3 separate regions of the Ovis aries genome follow, and all the other regions are linked to region 2. Evidence: chromatin contacts called from public Hi-C data. All regions are on one chromosome and are shown on one strand. Each heading gives the region's core, a stretch centred on a gene start, on an enhancer-like site or on the middle of the called end of the contact. The rest is flanking DNA. Distances are from core to core; before and after follow the strand shown. Region 1 has its middle 61 kb from the start of TRNAC-GCA. Region 2 holds the start of ID2 (inhibitor of DNA binding 2). Region 3 has its middle 140 kb from the start of ID2.

What was found. Hi-C and Micro-C count contacts between places; a contact is called where the count stands out from the background.
Region 1: a Hi-C map of liver shows a contact between it and region 2, with 4 times the contacts expected there. The contact joins the enhancer-like site here to the promoter of ID2 in region 2. A contact is called at or near these places in 2 of 16 Hi-C or Micro-C datasets (liver and omental adipose tissue).
Region 3: a Hi-C map of retroperitoneal adipose tissue shows a contact between it and region 2, with 2.9 times the contacts expected there. The contact joins the enhancer-like site here to the promoter of ID2 in region 2. A contact is called at or near these places in 8 of 16 Hi-C or Micro-C datasets (blood, hypothalamus, liver and 5 more).

Annotation. Positions count from the first base shown.
Region 1 is chr3:17,973,821-17,976,907 of ARS-UI_Ramb_v3.0, forward strand. No RefSeq gene overlaps it. Among named protein-coding and RNA genes, the nearest start is that of TRNAC-GCA, 61 kb to the left of the region's middle. Within about 2 kb of position 1,806, at least 13 of the 54 cell types and tissues checked have an H3K27ac peak or open chromatin away from gene starts, as enhancers often do. A contact at or near this core is called in liver, where this site is marked.
Region 2 is chr3:18,201,044-18,203,930 of ARS-UI_Ramb_v3.0, forward strand. It overlaps ID2 (inhibitor of DNA binding 2), which reads left to right and starts at 1,293. Exons shown (of 3, transcript XM_004005671.4): 1 at 1,293-1,775; 2 at 2,090-2,153. The coding sequence starts at 1,428. The coding sequence ends at 2,146. It overlaps LOC105607483 (a long non-coding RNA gene), which reads right to left and starts at 1,107. Exons shown (of 3, transcript XR_009599745.1): 1 at 1-1,107.
Region 3 is chr3:18,063,284-18,066,442 of ARS-UI_Ramb_v3.0, forward strand. No RefSeq gene overlaps it. Among named protein-coding and RNA genes, the nearest start is that of ID2, 140 kb to the right of the region's middle. Within about 2 kb of position 1,753, at least 11 of the 54 cell types and tissues checked have an H3K27ac peak or open chromatin away from gene starts, as enhancers often do. A contact at or near this core is called in liver, where this site is marked.

The DNA.
Region 1 (3,087 bases), core at 556-3,055, 230 kb before region 2:
CTTCCCGGAGGTGTGGCCACCTGCAGTGAGCCTCCAGGAAAGAGTGGGATTTCAGCTGGCTACATGCAAGTGTTGTTGTTGTTCAGTCGCTCAGTCGTGTTCAACTCTTTGCAACCCCATGGACTGCAGCACGCCAGGCTTCCCTGTCCTTCACCATCTCCCAGAGTTCACTCAAACTCATGTCCATTGAGCCAATGATGCCATCTAACCATTTCATCCTCTGTGGCTCCCTTCTCCCCCTGCTTTCAATCTTTTCCAGTATCATTAGTTTGGGCTGAAGTTCTTAGGAGCCTTGGGAGGTCGCAAAGCCACAGAAGTTCAGTTCAGTCGCTCAGTCGTGTCCGACTCTTTGCGACCCGTGGACTGCAGCATGCCAGGCCTCCCTGTCCATCACGAACTCCCGGAGCTTGCTCAAACTCATGTCCATCAAGTCGGTGATGCCATCCAACCATCTCATCCTCCGTCGTCCCCTTCTCCTCCCACCTTAGCCTGAGCTCATAAGCTGTGCTCTCTTAATACCGGGATATGCCTACAAGGAGGGCATCGACATTCAGCAGTTACTGGGGTAGTTATCAGACCAGGAACCCAGGAGAGTCAGGGTGAAGAGAGAGCAGCCCTGCCCACCGGTTTGCTCAGCTCCCTGTCTGGACTCGCTACTTCCTCCTCAGCCGCCTGCAGGGCTCCCCTCCACCCCACCCCACCCCCACTTCCTCACACCCTGTGCAACCTTGAGCAAGCTACTCAACTGCTCTCTGCCTCAAATTCCTCCTTTGCAAATGGGGAGGGTTAGAAATAGCATCTCAGAGTATGGTGAAGTCCCCTTGCTGTCCACCTCAAACTACAATAGCACTGTTCATCAGCCCTACTCCAACACAATAGAAAAAGTTTAAAAAATAAAAAAAAAAATAGTATCTCAGAGGATTCTATAGCAGATAAAATGGATTGGTGCCTCCCAGGACACTTAGCACAGAGTAAAATTCCCTTAGTCGTGTCCGATTCTTTGTGATCCCATGGACTCCATGGAATTCCTCAGGCCAGAATACTAGAGTCGATAGCCTTTCCCTTCTCCAGGGCATCTTCCCAACCCAAGGATCAAACCCAGGTCTCCTGCATTGCAGGTGGATCCTTTACCAGCTGAGCCACAGGGGAAGCCCAGCACAGTGAGTGCTCATAAAGTTCAATTCTTATTAGTTATGCTTTTCTTCTGACCACCTGCTAATTTGTAAGCTGACAATCCCCCCCATCTGTATCCGAGGCTCATCTCTCTTTCCTAACAGTCAGCCCTGTGAATCCAGCAGTCTTGTGGATGTCACTTGTAATTCTCTCCATTCAGACAGACCCATCTAAAACTGAAGTCATCATCTGTCCTCAGCCTCTTCTCTTTCCTCTCTGATCCAGGTGAGGGGCCTCACTGTCCAGCAGTTACCCAGGACAGAATTCAGACAGTCGTCCTAGACCTGCCCTTCATTTTCTGACCCTAAACAGTCCTGGTGTATAATAAAAATACCGTCGCTGGATGAACCTCCTCCCACTCCCATTCACTTCCCATTTCTCTTCTGTCCAGGCTGCCCCCTCACATGTGACTCCCCCACGACAGCCAACACACAGGCCCAGCCAGCCTCTCCTGGTTAGGCCCTCCCAAGGCTCTCCACGGCTGATGTCTACACTCAGATCTGCTAGGATCTCTCCTGCCTTTTACTCTCATCTTCGTAAATGTCAGCTTCCCACACTGAGCACAGAGCAACCTCTCCACTCTTGTTCAGTCACTAAGTTGTGTCCCTGTCCTTCCCTGTCTCCTGGAGTTTGCTCAAAAGGCTATCACAGATGAATCAATGAGGGAGTGAATGACTCTTCCACAGGTTCCCCATGAGAACTTTCCTGCAGCCCTTCGGAACACTTTCTGATACTTAGATACGTCACCCAAAAAGAGAGCATTCTGCCCCCCCTCACCCAAGTCCAACAGGCTCCCTACTAGCCCATCAGCTGCCAGACCCTTCAGGTCTATCTCTCCTTTCAGAGACTATTCCCTAAGACTCCTTTTATTGCTGGTCACCCCGCTAAGCTCAGAGTTCCCTGAAGTCCACAATTATTCATGCTTATCTAGAAGTCTCTGCAGTAAAGGCCAGGCACTGCCTGGTCTACAGCAGGCATTCCATTAATGATTTATTAACCCAGCAGTGAATGGATCAGATGCCAACTGTGTCACAAAAACAGCACCAGTGAAGGGAGAAATCAGTGTGGCATCTCTTTTTCTTTACTTTTGGCTTTCTTTCCATAGACCATGCATGCCACATTCTGTCTCAGGGGAACAGAATGGACCTTCGTTTCCACCGCCTCTCTGTTTCTGCCAAATTCAGTTCCTGCTGCCGTATTGACAGACTTTTGGAAGGTTCACCTTTCCCTTGAATTTCTCATGATGATTAAGAACTATAATTGCCACTGAACAGTCCCGTTTAGCACAGACAAAGCCAACCAACATTCACCAATGGACTTTAAATGCTGACAGTTTAAACAGCCAAGAAAAGTTCATTAAGCGCTGGGCAATAAAAAGCGCAGGGGGAAATAGAGACAGAATAACTCCCCTGGGCATCACCAGAGCAGGCCTTTGTGATGAAACATTCCTCAAAGAATCTGGGGAAATTACATTATAAAAACTGCAACAGACGGCAGGCTAGAGTAACAAGCTTCATTAGAGCATCGTGGCCACACAGCCCCTTTCCTGGGGAGGGAAGGGCACCACGCAGCCCCCTGTCAGGCAGGCTGTCCAAAGGGGCCCAGACCCCTGTGAATGTGGCTGTAATGATGGCTTTTATCCCCAGCACATAGGAGTTTGAGGGCATGAGAAATTCAGAACACATACTTCCCTACTCTGCACTTGAAAGCTGGTCCAAAGGCATCAAGTACATTTTGACATTTTTTTGTTTGTTTTTCTAAAAGTAGCCAAGCATCACCAAAATAATTGGTCACTATGAATCAAATAGTGGAAACAGTGGCAGAGTTCCTTTTGGGGGGCTCCAAAATCACTGTGGATGGTGAGTGTAGCATGAAATTAAAAGACACTTGCTCCTTGGAATAAAAGCTATGACA
Region 2 (2,887 bases), core at 43-2,542:
GAAAAATGTTTAAAACACACAACTAACTTACTGTAGTCTTCCGTTAAGTTAGAATTATGTGTGAATTCACTGAAGAGGATTTGAGTAAAGAACTGCAAACTGTAGTTCTTAAAAGATTTCTAGACAGAAAAATTTTTAAAAAGATGAGGGCGGGTGACACAACCTGAAGCTGCCTCCAGTACTGGTGCTAAGAAGATTCCCAACCTGGTACCTTATAGATTTTTTTTAAAACAGTGTGAAGATATTGACCGTGGCTAGGGCCACCTACCTGTACAAAACTTTAAAAATACAGCAGGCACTGAAATGTGACACCAGAAATCATGTTGTGTGCATAGCTAGTCACCTTGCTTTGCCACCGACACTGCAGAGCGGACCAGCAGCCTCTCAAGGGTAGTGTATGTAAATACAGCTTCAATATGCAAATACTCCTAATGATTTCCGATTAATAGCTTTATTATAATAGCCCTTCCCAGTGTTAGAGAAGGAACCCAGGAAGGGTCCCGCACTTCTCGAGCTCCTTAGCGATCAGCACAGTTATCCAGTAAGTACTCACTTCACAGAGTTTACTAGACTGCCTTCTGCGTTGCTCCAGGTTGCACGATCCCACACTTAAACCTGTCGTTGAAATGCGCGCGCGTGGGTGTTTTGGGGTTTGTTTTCATAAAGCTTTTCCTGATCTTAAGAGGCCGATCTCAATCTACAAACATCAGTTGTCGATGGCAAAGTTATTTGCGTTTTCCCTTTTTTCGGAAATGCTTTCCATAACGTCTTGATGACTTTCCGGGAGGAGCGGGGAACCGTGGTGGCTTTCCCCTTCTGCCGTGCAGACTCCGCGGGGGTGCTGTGATCTTAGTGATGCTGAAAGCTTGGAGGAGTAGCAGCCTCCGTCGGGGGGCACCTTTAGGGGGAGGGTCCCGCCTAGTGATCGGGATTGGAATTGGGGTGCCCACTTACGGTCCCGGGGTGTCCCCGCCCCCACCGCGTCCGCGCCCCGCTGCTCCCGTCGCTCGGCCGTCCCCCGGTCCCTGCCCACCCCCAGGTCCCCCTGGGCCCGGCGCTCACAGTACTCTATTTACCACCTCAGCTGGGCTGGCGCCCGTTCCGCCCACCCCCACGGCGATTGGCTGCGAACGCGGAAGGACGGAGCTCTCCCCTCGCGCCCGCACCTGCCAATGGGCGCGCCCGCCCGGCCTGATGGACGCGCCGCCTTCCACCAATGGGGTCGCGGGGAAGCCGGGTCGTGTGGCCCCGGCGAGCGCGTATAAAAGCCGCCGGGCCGGGCTCTCCGCTTCATTCTGAGCCGAGCGCGGTGCCGAGCGCAGCGAGCTTCGCAGGAGGCGGCGGCAGCGGCGGCGGCGGCAGCCTGAGCTTCGGGGCAGCCCGCTTCCCTCCTCCCAATCGCTTCGCTTCCCTTCCCCGCTATCAGCATGAAAGCCTTCAGTCCAGTGAGGTCCGTTAGGAAAAACAGCCTTTCGGACCACGGCCTGGGCATCTCCCGGAGCAAAACCCCGGTGGACGACCCGATGAGCCTGCTGTACAACATGAACGACTGCTACTCCAAGCTCAAGGAGCTGGTCCCCAGCATCCCGCAAAACAAGAAGGTGAGCAAGATGGAAATCCTGCAGCACGTCATCGACTACATCTTGGACTTGCAGATCGCGCTAGACTCGCACCCCACCATCGTTAGCCTGCACCACCAGCGACCCGGGCAGAGCCAGGCGTCCAGGACGCCGCTCACCACCCTCAACACCGACATCAGCATCCTGTCCTTGCAGGTAAGACCCGCTCCCCCCAGCGATGCTCGGGTAGAGCCGTTGTCAGGCGGCGGGCCCTAGTCGCTGACTTACAGACGGGCTAATAACTTTATCACTGTGCCTGTTACAGTCATTTAAACAAAAACAAATCTGCTGTGGAAGGAGTCGTGTGCGTGAAATTGTTATGACATGTGAATGCCTCTGAGTCTGAATTCATCATAAACGTGGGTTTTTGGAACTTGCTGTTCAAAATTAAACTATTTTTTTTTAAAAGAGGTTCTTTCTCCTTAAGGTTGTCTAACGTCTTGCGCCTTTTCCCCCCCTTTCTCTCGCAGGCTTCTGAATTCCCTTCTGAATTAATGTCAAATGACAGCAAAGCGCTCTGTGGCTGAATAAATGGTGAGTGTCTGCTTGTGTCCCCCGTTGGTGAACTGGCGCTTGGAGTGTGTGTGTGCGCGCGTGGGTACTTGCGTATCTGTAAAATTTGGGGGTTTGGTAAATGAACGTGTACTTCGTTGTGTTGCACGTAGTACATTGTTTACGCGTACTAGACATGAAGAGCCATCTAGCTCCTGTTACTCAAAATCCCAGAACGTTTTCTTAAAAAAAAAAAAGAAAAGAAAAAATCAATGCCTGTAACTTACTCCCAAGGTGGTGAAGGAGAATACGTACTGGCTTCTTGTGCGCCTGTAACATGCCCCGGCTGTTTTCTGCTATTGCTCTGGTACTATGAGGTACTAACCTCCATATAATTAATCTTATCACCGCAAATTCCATAGGGATCCTCCTTCCCCAAAACTCCAGCCCCCTGGGATCGGCTAGTTGAGCATTGCTACCCTGTGTCTCAGACCCTGTGATGTGGGATTCCGACTTCCCTATCTGTTAACTAAAGGGCTGTTTTCAATCAAATAATTGTTACAAGAAGCAGACTGGCGCCTGTGAGGACTGCCGTTGGAGATCCAAATAGGAGATTGCGTTGGGAAGTTTTCCCCTGAGTCTCTGCTATTTTAATGTTTAATTTGCGCTGTCCAGGCCGAGTGTGTGCGCTGCATCTGGACGCCAGGGTTTGCCCAATGTTTGAGTGTTTGGTTAAATGTTCAAACTGCGGCTTCTTCCTGGCGCCAGTCTGCCTG
Region 3 (3,159 bases), core at 503-3,002, 140 kb before region 2:
AGAATCCCACAGACTTCATGTAGATACGCCCCCTGCAAGAGGAGGAGGGGGACCACCTTCTGCCGTGTGTGGGTTCTGCTCTGTGACATGCCTCTGAAGAACACAGTATAGCCAGAGGGGTGACATGACCGTGGAGGAGCCTGGCAGACTCTGCCACCGTCAGCCAGGTGATCAAGCCCAGCGTGGCCGTGATGAGTCATAGGACAGGATGGATACAGACTTCGCCTTTGTGGTCTTCCTTCCAAAACCCATACCCTAGTCTAAGCATGAGAAAAACATCAGCCAAGACCAGAGCACGGGGCTCAACAAAATAACCTGCCCTCAAAACCATCAAGGTCATACACAACAAGGAGAGTCTGAAAAAGTAGCAAAGATCAGAAGAGGCCGAGATGTGACCATTAAATGAAAGGAGGTTTCCTGGGGGGGATCCTGGTACACAAAAAGAACTTGGGGGAAAAAACCCCAACAACCCATAGAATCTCACTGATAGTGAGTGGATGGATGCCGGTGACTTCGTTGAGACAAACGACTACGGCTTTGCCGGCTGCCAACAAGAAGGGGACAGGTGTGGGGGGTGGATTCTCTCTGCACCCTTGCGATTGCTCTGTAAATGCACAGCTCTTCTGAGCGAAAGGCTTATATTCACAGTAAATAATGATGCAGAGATGCCTGGCAATCCTAACAGAAGCTGGGCTTCACTCACCACCCATTCGACAGATTTGGGGATTTGAACGGGCTGGACCACTCCAGCTCAAGTAAACCAGGGTCTCAGAGCCTGGGGCCTGAAACTTGGACGTCCACAAGGTCCCAATGAGTGTCCCGTGCCATTTGGAGGTGAAACCACTCACCAGGATGAGACAGGAATCAAGTCCTAAGGGCTTCCGTGGAGGCACATGGAATTCTAAACAAATACTAGCGTCCTCCACGAACGAGAAAGGGCCGCACTGAACGCATTTCCTCGCCGGCCTGCCAGACCTCTAAAGGTCTCATTGTTGCATCTCCTCCGGCAGCTACCCACCCCCCAGCCCAGGGAGTGCTGGATGGCTGTGGAAATCAGGTGGTGGAGGGGTTCAAATTTCCGCTCAGTGTGAAAATGCAAAGTGACCTGAGCTAGCGAGGAAAAGAGCAGGTGTCCTCTTTCGTCCAGCTGGGGTCACTGTCCCCTAAGGGGCCCCCCAGCTGGCCTTTCCTGCCACACCGAGGTCTTGGACTTGACTGGCTTGAACTCCCAGAGGGGGACCCCAGGAGCACTAACACCACAGCAGGCCCCGGGAAGATCCGGGAAGATCCGAGCTCTGAGCGAAGAGGGGAGCCATTTCGACTGGGGAGGGCTGGCCCCAAGCCAGCAAGTCCCCAGATGCCTTGCAATGCACACCTGAGCGGGGTAAGAGAATAGGTGTGTGTAAACAGTATTTGAAAGAGAAAATAGCTGTACAAATACAGCACTTGTTAACACAGGTGTTTATAGGTGGAATTATTTTTCCAGGGCTGCTGTCTCCCAACCTTCTTTGTAAGTCACAGATCACACCTGCAGGGACTTTCCTATGAAATGAAGCCACAAAGGGGAAATGGATAGTCCGTATCGACTTTACGAAGCAGGAGTCCAGTGATCGGCGGCAGGCCTGGCTCGCTTTCACCCAGTTTCTCCCTTGCTGGAGTTATTTTTTTTTTTAACCTGCTCTAACAGGATCCGGCCTGTTCAGGGCTTCCTGCTAAGCTCTGAAGCTGCCCATGACCACCCGAGGGCAGTCTCAGCGAGACGGAGGCTTCCCCAAGGCCAGCGGGCACTGGTCGCTTCCTCGGCAGTATTATCTTATTCTACTCTCTCTCTCTCCCCCCCGGGGGAAGTCTCATTGTTCCTATCCTGTGGACAGTGAAAACAAAGACACTTGTCCGAAGTCACAGAGTTAATAAGTGGAGGACTCCTGAGCAGACATCACCTCCAATGGGGACTGAGTCCATAGCTGCCAGGACAGGACACCCCTGGGACACGGCTCTCTGGAGAGGCACAGACTCATTCAGCTCAAAAAGTAGTTTATTGGTTTGTTCCTCCTCATAGAAGGAGGGCTTCCTTGGTGGCTCAGACAGTAAAGAAACTGCCTGCAATGCAGAAGTCCCAGGTTCAATGCCTGTGTAGGGAAGATCCCCCTGGAGAAGGGAATGGCAACCCACCCCAGTATTCTTGCCCAGAGAATTCCAAGGACAGACGAGCCTGGCGGGCTACAGTCCATGGGGTCACAAAGAGTCAGACAGGACTGAGCAACTAACATACTTTCATAGAAGAAGGCAGCGCTGTAAGGCAGCTATGGGTTTACAAAGCATTAGAAGCATTAAAAGACCAAACCCGGGTCTCCTGCAGTGTAGGCAGACGCTTTACCTTCCAAGCTACCAGGGAAGCCAAAAGTTACGGAAGAGAAACTTAATACCACCCAATGGCACACTCAAAAACGGTGAAGTGAAGTGAAGTCGTGTCCGAGTCTAACTTAAAACTGAGAACATCCTATTCTGCATGAAAACCTAACCCAAAGGAGGTGAGTTTGGTTTTCAGTGAATCTGTCTGTTTCTGGTAACACCCGGTTTTTGTATCTGCGCCCAGCTCTGTCCCCTGGAAAGACCGCCTCTTAGAGGAGCCTCTTATTCATGCAGATGTCAAGTGAGAATTTCCCCACTGTTGGGGGGAAGCCCTCAAAGGTGAAACAGCCCAAATGCAGATGGTTCGGAGTGAGGTGTGAAGGGCTCCAGTTCCCAGTCTCAAAGGCCGGGAAGGGTGAGGAGGGAAGTGGGAGAGGGGCTGGGGGTGGCGGCCGCAGCACACTTGGCTTGGAGGAAGGAGGGCAGCCCTGGGTGCAGGATGACGGGCGTAAGGCAAGTGAGCGGCAAGGGGACCGGGAGCAGCAGCAGCCGCGGTGCGGGCCCTCCCCCAGCCCTGCCGTCCGTGGAACGTGGCAGCTCTGAGGACCCTGGGAGGGCTCTCTCTCTCTTGGAAAGGGACAGGGAGGAAAGAGTGGGCCAGCAGACCCTGTGGCCAGCTGACCCTGACCAGAGGCCACTGGTGGGAAAGCCCATGGGGCGGCCTGGCCGGAGGTGCCCGGGGCTGAACGGGAGGGGCTGGGGAGGCCTGGGAAAGGCTGTGTCTCCCACAAGCACCCAGACGGGGTT